2 separate regions of the Mus musculus genome follow, and region 1 is linked to region 2. Evidence: chromatin contacts called from public HiChIP or PLAC-seq data. All regions are on one chromosome and are shown on one strand. The core of a region is the stretch at or near the end of the contact, and the rest is flanking DNA. Distances in the headings are between cores, read along the strand shown.

Region 1 (5,783 bases), core at 2,823-5,322, 120 kb before region 2:
GGCCCAGACCCAGTGTATACTGCTCTGACCTCAGCCTCCTGTCCCGAGGCCCCAGACCCAGTGTATACTGCTCTGACCTCCAACTGCCTGTCCTGAGCCCCAGACCCAGTGTATACTGCTCTGACCTCGGCCCCCATCCGAAGCAAGTGCTTCACCACTTCAATCTGGCCACTGGCTGCAGCTGTGTGGAGCAGCCCGTAGCCCTTTCGATCTTTACAGCTGAGGTCTGCTCCACGTGCCACCAGCAGTTTCAGGACCTCTAAATGCCCTATGAAGAAAAAAAGGAAGGAATGAGAAACGGAAGGAGGGAGGAAAGGAAAGGAAGGAAGAAGGAAAGGAAGGAAGGAGAAGCAAGCAGGTGGAGGGTAAACCCAAAGGCCCTAAGCTCCACCCCCAAAGGCCCCAGGCTCCCTCCCCAAAGGCTCTAGGCTCCTCCCCCAAAGGCTCCAGGCTCCACCCCCAAAGGGTGAAACTTGCCCTGGGGATCCTAACAATCAAATTCTCCCTTTTCCTACAGTGTCTCTCACCTAGAAAAGCTGCCCAGTGCAGCGGCTGCCGTTCCTTTTTATCGCAGACATTCAGGCTGGCTCCCTTATTCAGGAGCAGGTTCACTGTCTATATGAGGATATAAAAGACACGGAACAGGTTCATGCCCTCAACCTACCAAAGTACAGATGCCTCTGACCTCCTGAAAAGAGAGGTGCACTCAGAATCTTCCCCCTTTGTGTTTGCAACATTGAGGGTGACAGCTGATACCTCTGTTCTTTTGTTTGTTTGTTTGTTTTTTCGAGACAGGGTTTCTCTATGTAGCCCTGGCTGTCCTGGAACTCACTCTGTAGACCAGGCTGGCCTCGAACTCAGAAATCCGCCTGCCTCTGCCTCCCAAGCGCTGGGATTAAAGGCGTGCGCCACCACCGCCCGGCTATACCTCTGTTCTTGAGCAGAACAATCTGGAGAACCAGAACTGTGGTCAGACACCAACAAGATGCCACCGGATAAAAGAAATTCAAGGGTTTCTTCAGGTGTTTGCAGACTCTCAAAATCTTATGAGTCTATAACAGTGTCACTTGGGCAGGACAACTATCAGGATTAATTGGGCTACAAAGTAAGTTCAAGGCTATTTAAGGTAAAATGTATACAGGTGAACAGTCTATCGCTTGCCTACCATTGCCAACACTAGAACAAAAGAATTTCAATCTATGGGTTCAAAGTGTAGCTCAGTGACACAGCCTTTACCAAGCACCTGTAACACACTGCTTAAAATAAATATAAAATAAATCAATAAAAACTCAATATAAGCTGTGGATGCTAGCGTACCTTTAACCTGAGCACTCAGAAAGCAGAGGCAGGGGGATCTCAGTGAGTTCAAGTTCAAGGCTGTCTACATAGCAAGCTCCAGGCCAGACAAGCATGCATAGTGAGACTCTATCTCAAAAACAAACATCCCCCCCCCCCCAACAAAACCCTCTGGTTAACACAATCATTCCTCTGGGGCAGGGCCCCAGTATCTAAATAACTATCTGAGCCACTCCTGCCCATTGGGTCTGGAAGCACGTAAGTTATGGGTGAGAAGGAACAGAGAGAAGACTGTGTCTAGACTGCAATGCTCCTCACCTCAAGATGCCCACTGTGTACTGCATGGTGTAGAGCGCTGCGCCCGCTCCTGTCAGCCACATTGAGACTGCTCAACAGGGGTGCCAGAGCCTCTGCACACTTGGTGGCCCGGTTGGCAGCAGCCACATGCAGTGGTGTCTGCCACAGCTTGTCCCGGGCATTCACATCCGCTGAGTGTGCCAACAGCAGCCCCAGCACCTTCTGTGGTGGAGCAAGGGACAAGAGAAGACAGAGGGGAGCAGGAAGTGACATAAGAGGACAGAAGGAAGGGGCTGGTATGGTGACTAGTCATCCATCTTCCTAGCATGGTATCTCTTCCTTTCCTTTACACACCTAGCCTCTCCAGACCTGAGGTTGTTGGAGCTTAAACATCTTTGTTTTGCTGAGGAAAACAGGGATCTCTTCCCCATGCCACTTAGCATCTACCACCCTCCAACTTAGGTCCCCGAAAATCTCCACTCACACCCACCCTGGGCAAATCCACACACCCCAAGCCTAATTCCAGGAAAAACAAATGGCTCCCACTGTATTAATGGCAAAAACATCCTTTCCCTTAGCCCTTCCACAGACACCAAAATCATATAACCCCAATAAACAAGCATAACTGGATCCCCTTCGAAATTCAATGTTCCCGTTAAACATGTCCCACACCATTCCCACTGGCCTTAAGCTCTCTCCCCCTGGGAGCTGGAGCCAAGGAAGTGATGGGAGATCAAAGAGGCCTTCCCTTCCTCTTCAGGGTTGATAACACCATTGTACAGGACTCCATATGAGTTTGGGCCCTTAGGCAGTCAACTTAAATGTTGCTCGAGGGGCAAGGACACAGAATTGCTACTCCCCACCCCATCACAAGGAGAGAAATCTCAGTGCCCAGAGGGGGATCAGACTTAAGGTGGCCCCCAGGGAGGGATGAGTCACTCAGGCCTGGCAGCAGGGCCCCCGCAGTCTGCCAGCCCAGTGTTAAGCTCTCTCCCTGACGTCACATCAGCTGGCAGCACTCAGCCCCCCCCCCCCCAGCCAGTTCTAGGGGCAGGAAGGAGAAGCCAAACTCTGGTCTCCTCCCTGTGTGGGGCAGAAGAGTCTGTAGGGCAGAGAACTGAGTTTCTCTAGCCCTCAGCCCATCCTTTTTGAAAGGGAGAAATGAGGTAGGGTCTGTACCTCGTTTCGGGAGGCAGCGGCACGATGAAGAGGGGTCAGCCACAGTGTGTCCTTAGCGTTGACGTTAGCACCTGTGTGGACACAATTTGCTATTTTGTTGGGATTTGAGGAGGGGGAGGGAAGGAAACCAATAATCAGAGTGGGGAACCTGAACGGACAGAAAGCCATTCTTGTACCAAGCACCAGCAATCAATCCTCGGATCTAAAAAGACTTCTCCCCTCCCTAGATGCCGCACCTCCCAGCTCCCCACTTTCACCTGACATCAGTAGCAACTGGAGGATGGGGACATCGCCTACGTAGGCAGCAGCATGCAATGGGGTTCGCCTCTCTTGGTCCTGGAAAGGCAGAAAAGAGAAGCAGCTGTAGAGAGAAATTATCCTGAACGCCAGTTCTAGTATGAGAACTCCAAGCCCTTCCCTTCCTCTAGGTTCTTCTGCAGGGTCTTAAATCCCAATATCGGGCTTCAAAAGCCAGCATCCTGGGAGGGTGGAGTCAGGGCTACCGACCAAGAAACCTACTCCTTCCCGGAGGGGTGGGGGCGCTGCAGACCCCGATGGTTGAGAAGGGGACAGGGTTTTCTGGGCATCCCCAGAACCCATGATCGGTGCTCCATGCCTGACCAACCTTAAATGCGGAGCAGGCTCCCATTTCTGGGTAGAAAGAGCTGCAGTTTCATCAGAGCAGAGGAGAAACGGAGCCGCCCCACTTGTGGGGAGGGGTCCCGAACCCCTCCGGATTCCGGCTCGCCATCCTCCCTGCTCCCAACTCACCAGTACATTGATGTTCTCCTTCTGCGAGAGGAGGGAACGCACTTCCTCCACATCTCGGCTAAAGATGGCCTGGACCAGGGGCGGCTGCAGGGAGAACCAGCTTTCAGGGAGCGGGCCCGAGCCACGGCGTTACCAGGAGGTGGGGGAGCACACAGGTTGGAGGGGGGCGTCGCTGGAGGGGCTCCGCTACAGGGGTCCTGGCTGCAGCGGATTCCCGCCGTGCCCCCACCGGTCGCCAGGCCCCCAAGGACACCCGCTCCACGGAGTGGAGCACGGCGTGGGGCGCGGCGGGAGCCGCGGGAACCCCGGGCTCGGGCCCAGCCTAGGCCGCACATCCCCGGGCTCGCGTGGCGGCGGTGCCGGGGCCTGGGAAGAGGAAGTGGGGAAGGGTGGGAGGGCTGACCTGGTCCGTGATGCTGAGGATCCCCATGGCCCGGCCCAGGCTCCGTCCGCATCGAGCTCGCGGCAGCGGCGGCAGCGGCGGCGGCGGCTCCACCGGGGACACGGGGCGGCCCAGGCGGCGGCTGCGGCGGCGGCTGCGGGGAGAGGGCGGCCCCGCCTACCGGGGGGCGGGCGAGCGGGAGCCCGCAGCGCTCCCTGGCGGCGAGCCTTGGCCGGGCCTCGGGGTGCTCGCTGTCCGCGCAGGCTGCCCAGGCCTCGGCGCCCTCGCCCCGCGCCAGGACGGCCAGGGCGGCCCGGGCTCCCCCTACCCCGCGCGCGGGTTCCGCAGCTCCGCCAGCGGACCGCGCTGTGCCCTCCGTTGCAGTCGGGCGGCCCGAGGGGTCTCTCGCAGGCCCATGGCACGGAGTCGGGTCTCGCTCCCCCAGTGACTCCCGAGCCCAGGACCAAACAGCGGGCGAGAGCTCACCCAGCCCACAATGCTCCGGTAGAGCGGACGCCTCCGACCGTACTCACACCCCCAAGTACCCCAGAGATAGTGGAAACTCGGAGTGTGGCGACCCGAGACTTATAGATGGCCCCAGAACCAGTCTCCACTGGGTAGAAAGAAAATAGCAAGATTGCTAAGCTGCAGAAAAATCTCAAAAGACTCCTGCTTCAGGAAGCCTCCGTGAAGAGCTGGACACTTGGCAGCTGAAGAAAGGCCTCTAAGCCCAACAGCAACTCCATAATTACCCTGCCAGATTAGGGTAGTAACTGTTTCTCCCGGTAAAAAGGCAGTAGAGAGGAACTCCCCCTCACCCATTGGAGAGGTCAAAAGAGGCAGCCAATCAGGGACAGTTGGCCGAGGGAGAAAGAAAAGTGGAGACTGATAGATGGGTACAATTTATAAAAGATGCTTTAGAGCCAGGTGTGAATCATTTATAAGATTCCTGCGCTCTGGAACCTGAAGCAGGAGGATTGTGTATTCAAGAACTGTCCTGGCTACATCATGAGCCCCAGTTCCTTTGTGTTGCTACGATAACAATGACCAAACCAACTAAAAGAAGGAAAGGGTTTAGTCCATCTTTGAGAAAACTTAGGGCAGAAACTCAGACTTGAACTTGAACGAAGAACCCAGGGAGGAATGAACCCAGGCTCAAGCTTAACCAGATCTCTTATCTAATTTAGGGCCACCTGACTAGGGATGGTACTACCCACAGTGGACCGGGTCTGCCTATATCCATTAGCCAACAAGAAAGTGTTGGGCCTGGGCAGGTGGTTCAGCTAGTTAACGAGCATTGACCACTCTTCCAAAGGGCCCAAGTTTAATCCCCAGCAGCCACTTAGCAACTAATAGCGGATTGTAACTCCAACTGCAGAAATTTTTGGTGGGTAAAACATTCATACGTGAGATTTAAAAAAAAAAAAAGTAGTTTATAAGTTAAATTGAAAAGAAATCACTCTGTCTCAAATCTCACCGCCAAACAACAACAACAACAACAATAATAATATATAATAATAAGGGCTGGAGAGATGGCTCAGCAGGTAAGAGCACTGACACTGACTGCTCTTCCAAAGGTCCTGAGTTCAAATTCCAGCAACCACATGGTGGCTCACAACCATCTGTAGTGAGATCTGACGACCTCTTCTGGTGTGTCTGAAGACAGCTACAGTGTACTTAGAAAAAAAAGAAAAAAAAATATATATAATAATAAATTTGGGAGAGAGGTTGGAAAAATAGCTCAGCAGTTAAAAGTGCTTGTTGTGCTGGGCGTGGTGGCACACGCCTTTAATCCCAACACTTGGGAGGCAGAGGCAGGCGGATTTCTGAGTTCGAGGCCAGCCTGGTCTACAAAGTG
Region 2 (6,265 bases), core at 2,368-4,867:
ACCCTGTAGCAGGCTGAAATCTTCCTAAAAGCTGCAGGAGAGTGACAAGGACATGCCTTGGAAAGCCCCCCCCCCCCGCCCCACGCGCCCCCCCCCCCCCAGTCTAAGAGGCTAGGTGTCCCCTTCCTATCTGATTGAAGAAAAAAAACCCACATGCCTTTTTATACCACAGCCTGCAGCTTAGGCGACAGCAGATAGTCTGGAGTCAGGGGAGGGTCAGATGAAAGGATACGGTTGAGCAAGAATTTGGGAGCAGGATCTAGTATAAGAACTCCAGAAGTGCCAGGGAGTGGTGGTGCATGCCTTTAATCCCAGCACTTGGGAGGCAGAGGCAGGCAGATTTCTGAGTTCAAGGCCAGCCTGGTCTACAGAGTGAGTTCTAGGAGAGCCAGGGCTACACAGAGAAACCCTGCCTTGAAAAAAACACAAAATAAAACAAAACAAATAAGATCCCCAGAAGTGAAAAAAAAAAAAAAAGTAGGAAAAGGGGGAGACCATGTTTTAATCTGGGTCTGTAAGAAATGGCAATAAATACAGCAGGAGGTGGTGACTGCAGGCCAGGAGTCTTAGGTGAGGCCTAGCTGGATCAGGCCATGCAGTATGACACCAGCTCCCAAACTGCTTCCCTTGGGCGATGGTCTGAAGAGTGCCTAGGGCTCAATTGAGGCAACATCTGTCCTCATAAAGTCCCAGTGACAAACCAACATCCCATTCCACCAATTTAACTCTGGGAGCTAAATGAGTTTATTAGGGTTACTTACAGAACATGGGTGACCCTAAAGCAGTGGCCCCAGCAAGGGTGATGGTTCTCCACTTTGCTTAGATGCGCCCCCTACTCCTCCCATCCCCCCAACCCCTTCTTCTACAGCTCCTAGCTAATACTCTCTAACCTTTCCCTGAAATTCTGAGGCTATGTACAAGTAGGGCCGAATTACCTGTAATTGTCTGGGAGGAGTGGCTAGATACTCAGATGAGGGCCTGTGACCTTTTCTGTCTCTCCTGTCAGGAAAGGTCAGCCATCAATAAGCCCAGCTATGGTGGTCCTTTGCAAGCAGGGTCTGCAGCAATTTGGCTCAGATGGTAGTCTGGTACAATATCTCAACCATCAACCCTCGGCTTTTGTTCCTTTTAAGCTAGGCCCAAGAAGTGAGAGTTGGGGGTGGCCAAGATGACTCAGTAGGTAAAAGTGCCTCCGTCACTCCTGGGGACGGAGGTGTAGTCACTAGAACCCACAGGGAATGAGAACAGTGACTCATGACTGCGGTCCTCTGACTTGCACACACCCCTGACCTCCTCGTGTTCTGTGGCTCAGGAGTGCCGGCCCATACAACCACATGTTCACACACATCGTCACACACTCTATTAATAATAAATACAATAAAAAAATTAAAAAGGAAACGGGAATGACAACTGTTTGACTTGGTGTGTGTCCATCACTACACTGCTCCACTTCCATAGGTGACAGGAATCCCCAGAGTCCTGTGCGGTCCCACTGGCGAGAGCTGAGACAGCTCGAAGAGGTGTGGACCCTATCTAGCCCCCAGTCCCATGAATATGTGAAATGGCTGTTTCTCTACAAGAATGTGCCCATTTGAACGCATTGCTCAAATCTTTGGCTCAAGACATTGGAATGTGCTCTGTGTCCCCCCCGCACAGCCCTCTCTAGGTACAGAAGGAACCACAGAAACCCAGTCGAGAAATCCTGGAAGTCAGGCAAGAACGTTTCAGCCCGAGGCAAGAGGACCACTCCAAGCTCAAGGCTAGCATGAATTTTGTACTGAGTTCTGGGCCAGCTGGAGCTATGAATTTATATTAAACTTCCTTAAAGCTCCCAAATCAGTGAGTTCAACATAGAAGCAGCTTTTTATTTGTCTCATCAGTTTAAGAATTAACAGAAGTAGGCTTAGTGGTGAACGGCTTGTCTAGTATTCCTGAGTCCCTGGGTTCAACCCCAACACTACAAAAACAGAAGTGAGGGCACAGGTCTATAATTCTAGCACTTGGAAAGCTGAAGTAGGAGTCCCATAAATTTGAGGCTGGCCTGGGCTATATAGTAAGGGCAATGGCCACAAAGCAAGACAATCTCAAAATACCAGAACAAATACAGACATGGTGGTGCACACCTTTAATCTCAGCAGGTGGAGGCAAAGGCAGGTGGATCTCTGAGTTCCAAGATAGACAGAGTTACCCAGGCAGACCCTGTCTCAAAAACAAAACAAAACAAAACAACAAACCTTCCTTTCCTTAATATCCCAAAACAATATGAATACAACCAAGGCCCAGAATTCAGCTGGGAAATTAAAAAGCATTAAGCAAGGAATTAAAAAGTATTAAAGAGGGAAATTGCAATACCCATAGCATTTAGAAACTGAAAGACTGAAGTCATATCAAGTGTCTTCACACATTAGGATCAAAGGAAGACAATGTATGAATTTGTAAAATGCAGCCAGCGTCTAGCTACACACCGTGGGCAGCTGCTGTGTGCACACCTACTAAAGGGCTATGAGAAAGTTCATTCCATGCCTAGGAGGCCGTGTCTATCCAAAATAGGTCTGAAAATATTCCCACACAAGGTTCACAAAAATACGCTTTAAAACGACTGCAAGCTGAGCAACGAGGTATACTCGATCTTCAACGGGAATCTTGGCGTCTTTAAGTTCTGGGCTACTCATCAGCCTCCTGGCTACTTCATTCATACTTTCCCAAGACTCCATGGTACAGTGCTGGGTGACATTGACTACAGAGGCCTTGAACTCTCTTACTAGGTCAATAGGAGGGAGCTTGTTCGCCGTCTCCAGCAGCACCTGGGCCATATCGTACAACACCCACCCGGGTTCATAGGTGCACGCCTCAGGCAGGGTAACTGAGCGCCGGACCCTCCTCATATCCCCAGGGGATGGCACCAGATGCCTCAGAATGACTTCATTGTTGCCGATCCCTTCCTCCTGGCTACTCTTTTGACTCTGGAGGACCAGGGTTTCCGCGCTGTCTTTTCCTCCCATTTCACTGATCCGAAGCTGCAGACTGTAGGCCTCGGCAGGGCAGCCAATGTTTTCCAGGACAACTCTCAGGGCTAAGAGGGACAAGAACTCAGACAGAGGAGCAGCGGGGAGCACCGTGTACAAGAGGTCCCGACAGGTAATGGGGGTTGGAGGAGGAATCTTGTTGGGGAGCACATTTGATGTGGGTTCAGTTCTTGTGACGGCTGGCAGGCTGCCATTCTGCGTCTTCCACGGAAAGGCGGTCACCGGGGACAGTAAGATACAGCCAAGAAGCAATGCAGCCTGGATCATGGTGGGTCCACAGGACAGCCCTGTTGTGAAGGAGCAGAGCTCAGGTGAGGAGGGCGCAAATATTCAACAGGAACAGGCACCAAGAATGGTCAGAGTTTGGTAGAGTCCTGGTCATTAGAGACTTCAGTTTCCCTGGACATAAGAGGGGGCCTCTTAGAGGCTGTTACCCTCACCTGTCTGGCAAGCAGCAGAGGAATGAAGTGGTTCTCTGTCTCACTCAGTAGGTCCCTAGTTGGAGCGGCTACCTTCCAGAGGTTAACTTCTTGTAGGTGATGACTGGAAACAAGTATTTACCACCTCTCTTTGGGTAGACTTTATCTGACCAGCTATTGCCCCATCCTGACAGGCAAGGCTCCTCCTTTGTGGCTAGGCGGTCCCTAGACCATAGTCCAGTCTCTGTAGCCTCTAGGCAGTGGAAAGTTTGTTCTCTTTTGAGACTGGGCCTTCTGTAGCCCTAGCTGGCTTGGAATTCAACTAGTTAGCCAAGGATGACCTTGGATTCTGATCCTTCTGCCACTATAACCCCAGTACGGGGATTTATGGGAATCTGCAACCAGGTGCAGTTGCCGTGGTACTGGGAATCAACTCCAAGGATTTATGCATGTTAGGCAAGCACATTACCAACTGGGCTACATTCCCAGTCCATGTGTCATGTTTACTTTAAAGATTTCCCAATCAAAAAATTTGAAAAATAGAACCTACAGCAAATCAAATCAAGTTATTACCAGAGCAGTCTTTTGAGTTTTTACCTTTATTGTTTTTTTTGTTTGTTTGGTAAGGTTTTTGTGGTTGTTGTTTCAAGACAGGCTTTCTCTTTGTAGCCCTGGCTGTCCTAGAACTCAATCTGTAGACCAGGCTGGCCTCAAACTCAGAGATATGCCTGTGTCTGCCTTTTAAGTGCTGGGATTCAAGGCGAATGCCCACAGAGGCCAGATGAGCTGGAGTTACAGCCAGTTGTAAGCCACCTGACATGGTTGCAAGGACTAAAAATTCTACTCCTTTGGAGAGAGTCTTACATGTTCTTAACCACTGAACCATCTCTCCAACCCCTATTTACTTTTTTGTTGAGATAGTCCTGGCTGCCCTGGAGCTAGGTAGACCAGGCTGGCCTTGAACACAAGGCCTCTGCCTCCAAGTGCTGAGATTAAAGGTATGAGCTACCATCACTCTTCTGGCTGCCTTCTAATTTTTTTGGACACTTTATAACCTAAGCTGGCCTAACTTCCTATATAGTCTAAGTATTCTTGCTTTAGTCTCCAGAGTGCTGGGATTATAGGCATGAGCCACCACCATACCTGTTTTGTTTCAAGACACAGTCTCAGACTCGTGGGTAAAAGGGATTTTTTTTGAGATTTTATCAAAGCCTCATGAGGAGCTGAACCAACAGGCATGTACCCTGTGGTCAGCAAGATGAAGCATCTTGTTACTTGTGGATAAGAGGAAGAAGAGGAAGAGGAGGAAGAAGAGGAAGAGGAGGAGGAGAAGGAAGAGGAGGAGGAAGACAACAAAAGTCTCTTTTTTTAAAAATTATATTTATTATCAAGCTGATTTTTTAAATTACATTTATTGGCCCACGCGTAGGGCTATATGACTCTTTCCTCTCCCTCATGGCAATTCTCTTGCCTCTGTCTCCCACACGATGGGATTAGCTCACACTACCAAGCTCAGTTCAGGACATGTCTTTTAATTTTACTCTTAAAAGTTCTTCCGAAGACACAACAGATGGCTGGCTGGCCGCTCTGAGATGAGCAACTGTTAATTGTACACATTTAATATGAAACACAAATCAGGGATGCTTGTCAGCTTGAGAGTGGTGCATCCCAGCTCTCCCTCAACTGTAGAAACGGGTTCAATCATGTGTCCTGGGATGAAAGAAAGAAAATGGGAGCAATCCAGTGCTTTGTGAGGACAGAATGAACAACCGTGCTGGGTTATAAAGCTCCCCGTCAGAAGCCAAGACGCAGTCCTTAGAGGAGGACAAGCCACCTTGAACCTTTCGCCACTCTTCATTTGCTACGAGACGGACCCAGAGACCGGCTGTGCACGCTGATGAACCTGGGGCAAGGACTGACCGCAAAGACTCCACCCAACACTGCTGCCTAAAATTCCTGGGCTGTCAATGTAGAGAAGATTGCTTCCAACGCAGGCAAAAGTAGCTTTTGTGCCTCCAACTCACATCGGTCAAACACATCTGGCTTTCAGTCATCCTCATCCTCAATCTGAAACCGTTTCTTCCTGTGGACTCTTGGCGTTCCCGACACTGCTGCCATGGGAATGACAGGTAAGAGACAGAAATGGAAAGCATCTAAGTATGTAAAAGGATAAGGCAAATGGCCAGTGTCTCCACTGAAGACAAGAGTCCCTACCTTGCCTCCTCCCCTCATCATCTTCCTCTTCGTCGCTGTCCAGCAGTTGCCGCTTCTTGGGCGCTGAGTTCCATTCTTCCTCCCCAGTGGCCTCCTCTGCAGTGATGTAAGACACAGTCGGGAACCGGCCCTGCATCGTCTCAACAGCCCTCACGCCACACGGTGGCACAGAGTAAGTCACCAAGCGGGGGCCATGGCACTTTACCTTCTGTAGGCCCCAGGCCTGCTTTCCTCTTACGGGCTGACAGAAGGGCTCTCAGGGCTTCTGTCCGGTGCTCCTCACTGGGACCCTGCTCTCCGGGGACTCCTGGCTCTGGCTCCTCTTCCCTTTCCTCCTCGTTTTCTTGCTGACTCAAAGAAGCAGCCACCCTCCGAAGCTGGGTGGAGCTCAGTTTGGCTGGAATTCTCCAGAAGGTTTCCTACAGGTACACAGCAGGTGAGATCGCTGCCAGGGAGGACCGGCCTTTCTGGCCACTCTTCTGCTCTATCAGTCATTGAGTAAGCATGACCCCCCCCCCCAACCAGGAATGACCCACAGGAGTTGTGAATTGGACTTACACCCAGCACCTAGCTCAGTGCTACACCAGGTCACATTCACTGTGAATA

Evidence for each region. HiChIP or PLAC-seq counts read pairs in DNA pulled down with a chosen protein or histone mark.
Region 1: a contact with region 2 is called in an H3K27ac HiChIP or PLAC-seq map of microglia, with 5 times the contacts expected there. The contact joins the promoter of Ankrd52 here to the promoter of Apon in region 2. A contact is called at or near these places in 16 of 39 promoter capture datasets (the C10 cell line, the HPC-7 cell line, the SN4741 cell line and 11 more), 3 of 484 Hi-C or Micro-C datasets (embryonic stem cells and liver), 2 of 115 datasets of contacts at active chromatin or transcription factors (microglia and pancreatic cancer cells) and 3 of 9 other capture datasets (adipose tissue, liver and pancreatic islet).

The regions. Positions count from the first base shown.
Region 1 is chr10:128,375,413-128,381,195 of GRCm38.p6, reverse strand. It overlaps Ankrd52 (ankyrin repeat domain 52), which reads right to left and starts at 4,072. Exons shown (of 28, transcript NM_172790.2): 1 at 3,947-4,072; 2 at 3,544-3,627; 3 at 3,030-3,108; 4 at 2,773-2,843; 5 at 1,615-1,815; 6 at 528-615; 7 at 126-268. The coding sequence starts at 3,973.
Region 2 is chr10:128,251,483-128,257,747 of GRCm38.p6, reverse strand. Apon (apolipoprotein N) reads right to left here and starts at 3,617. Exons shown (of 2, transcript NM_133996.3): 1 at 3,467-3,617; 2 at 1,847-3,313. The coding sequence starts at 3,293. The coding sequence ends at 2,538. Timeless (timeless circadian clock 1) reads right to left here. Exons shown (of 29, transcript NM_001164081.1): 27 at 5,865-6,078; 28 at 5,660-5,755; 29 at 4,807-5,556. The coding sequence ends at 5,492.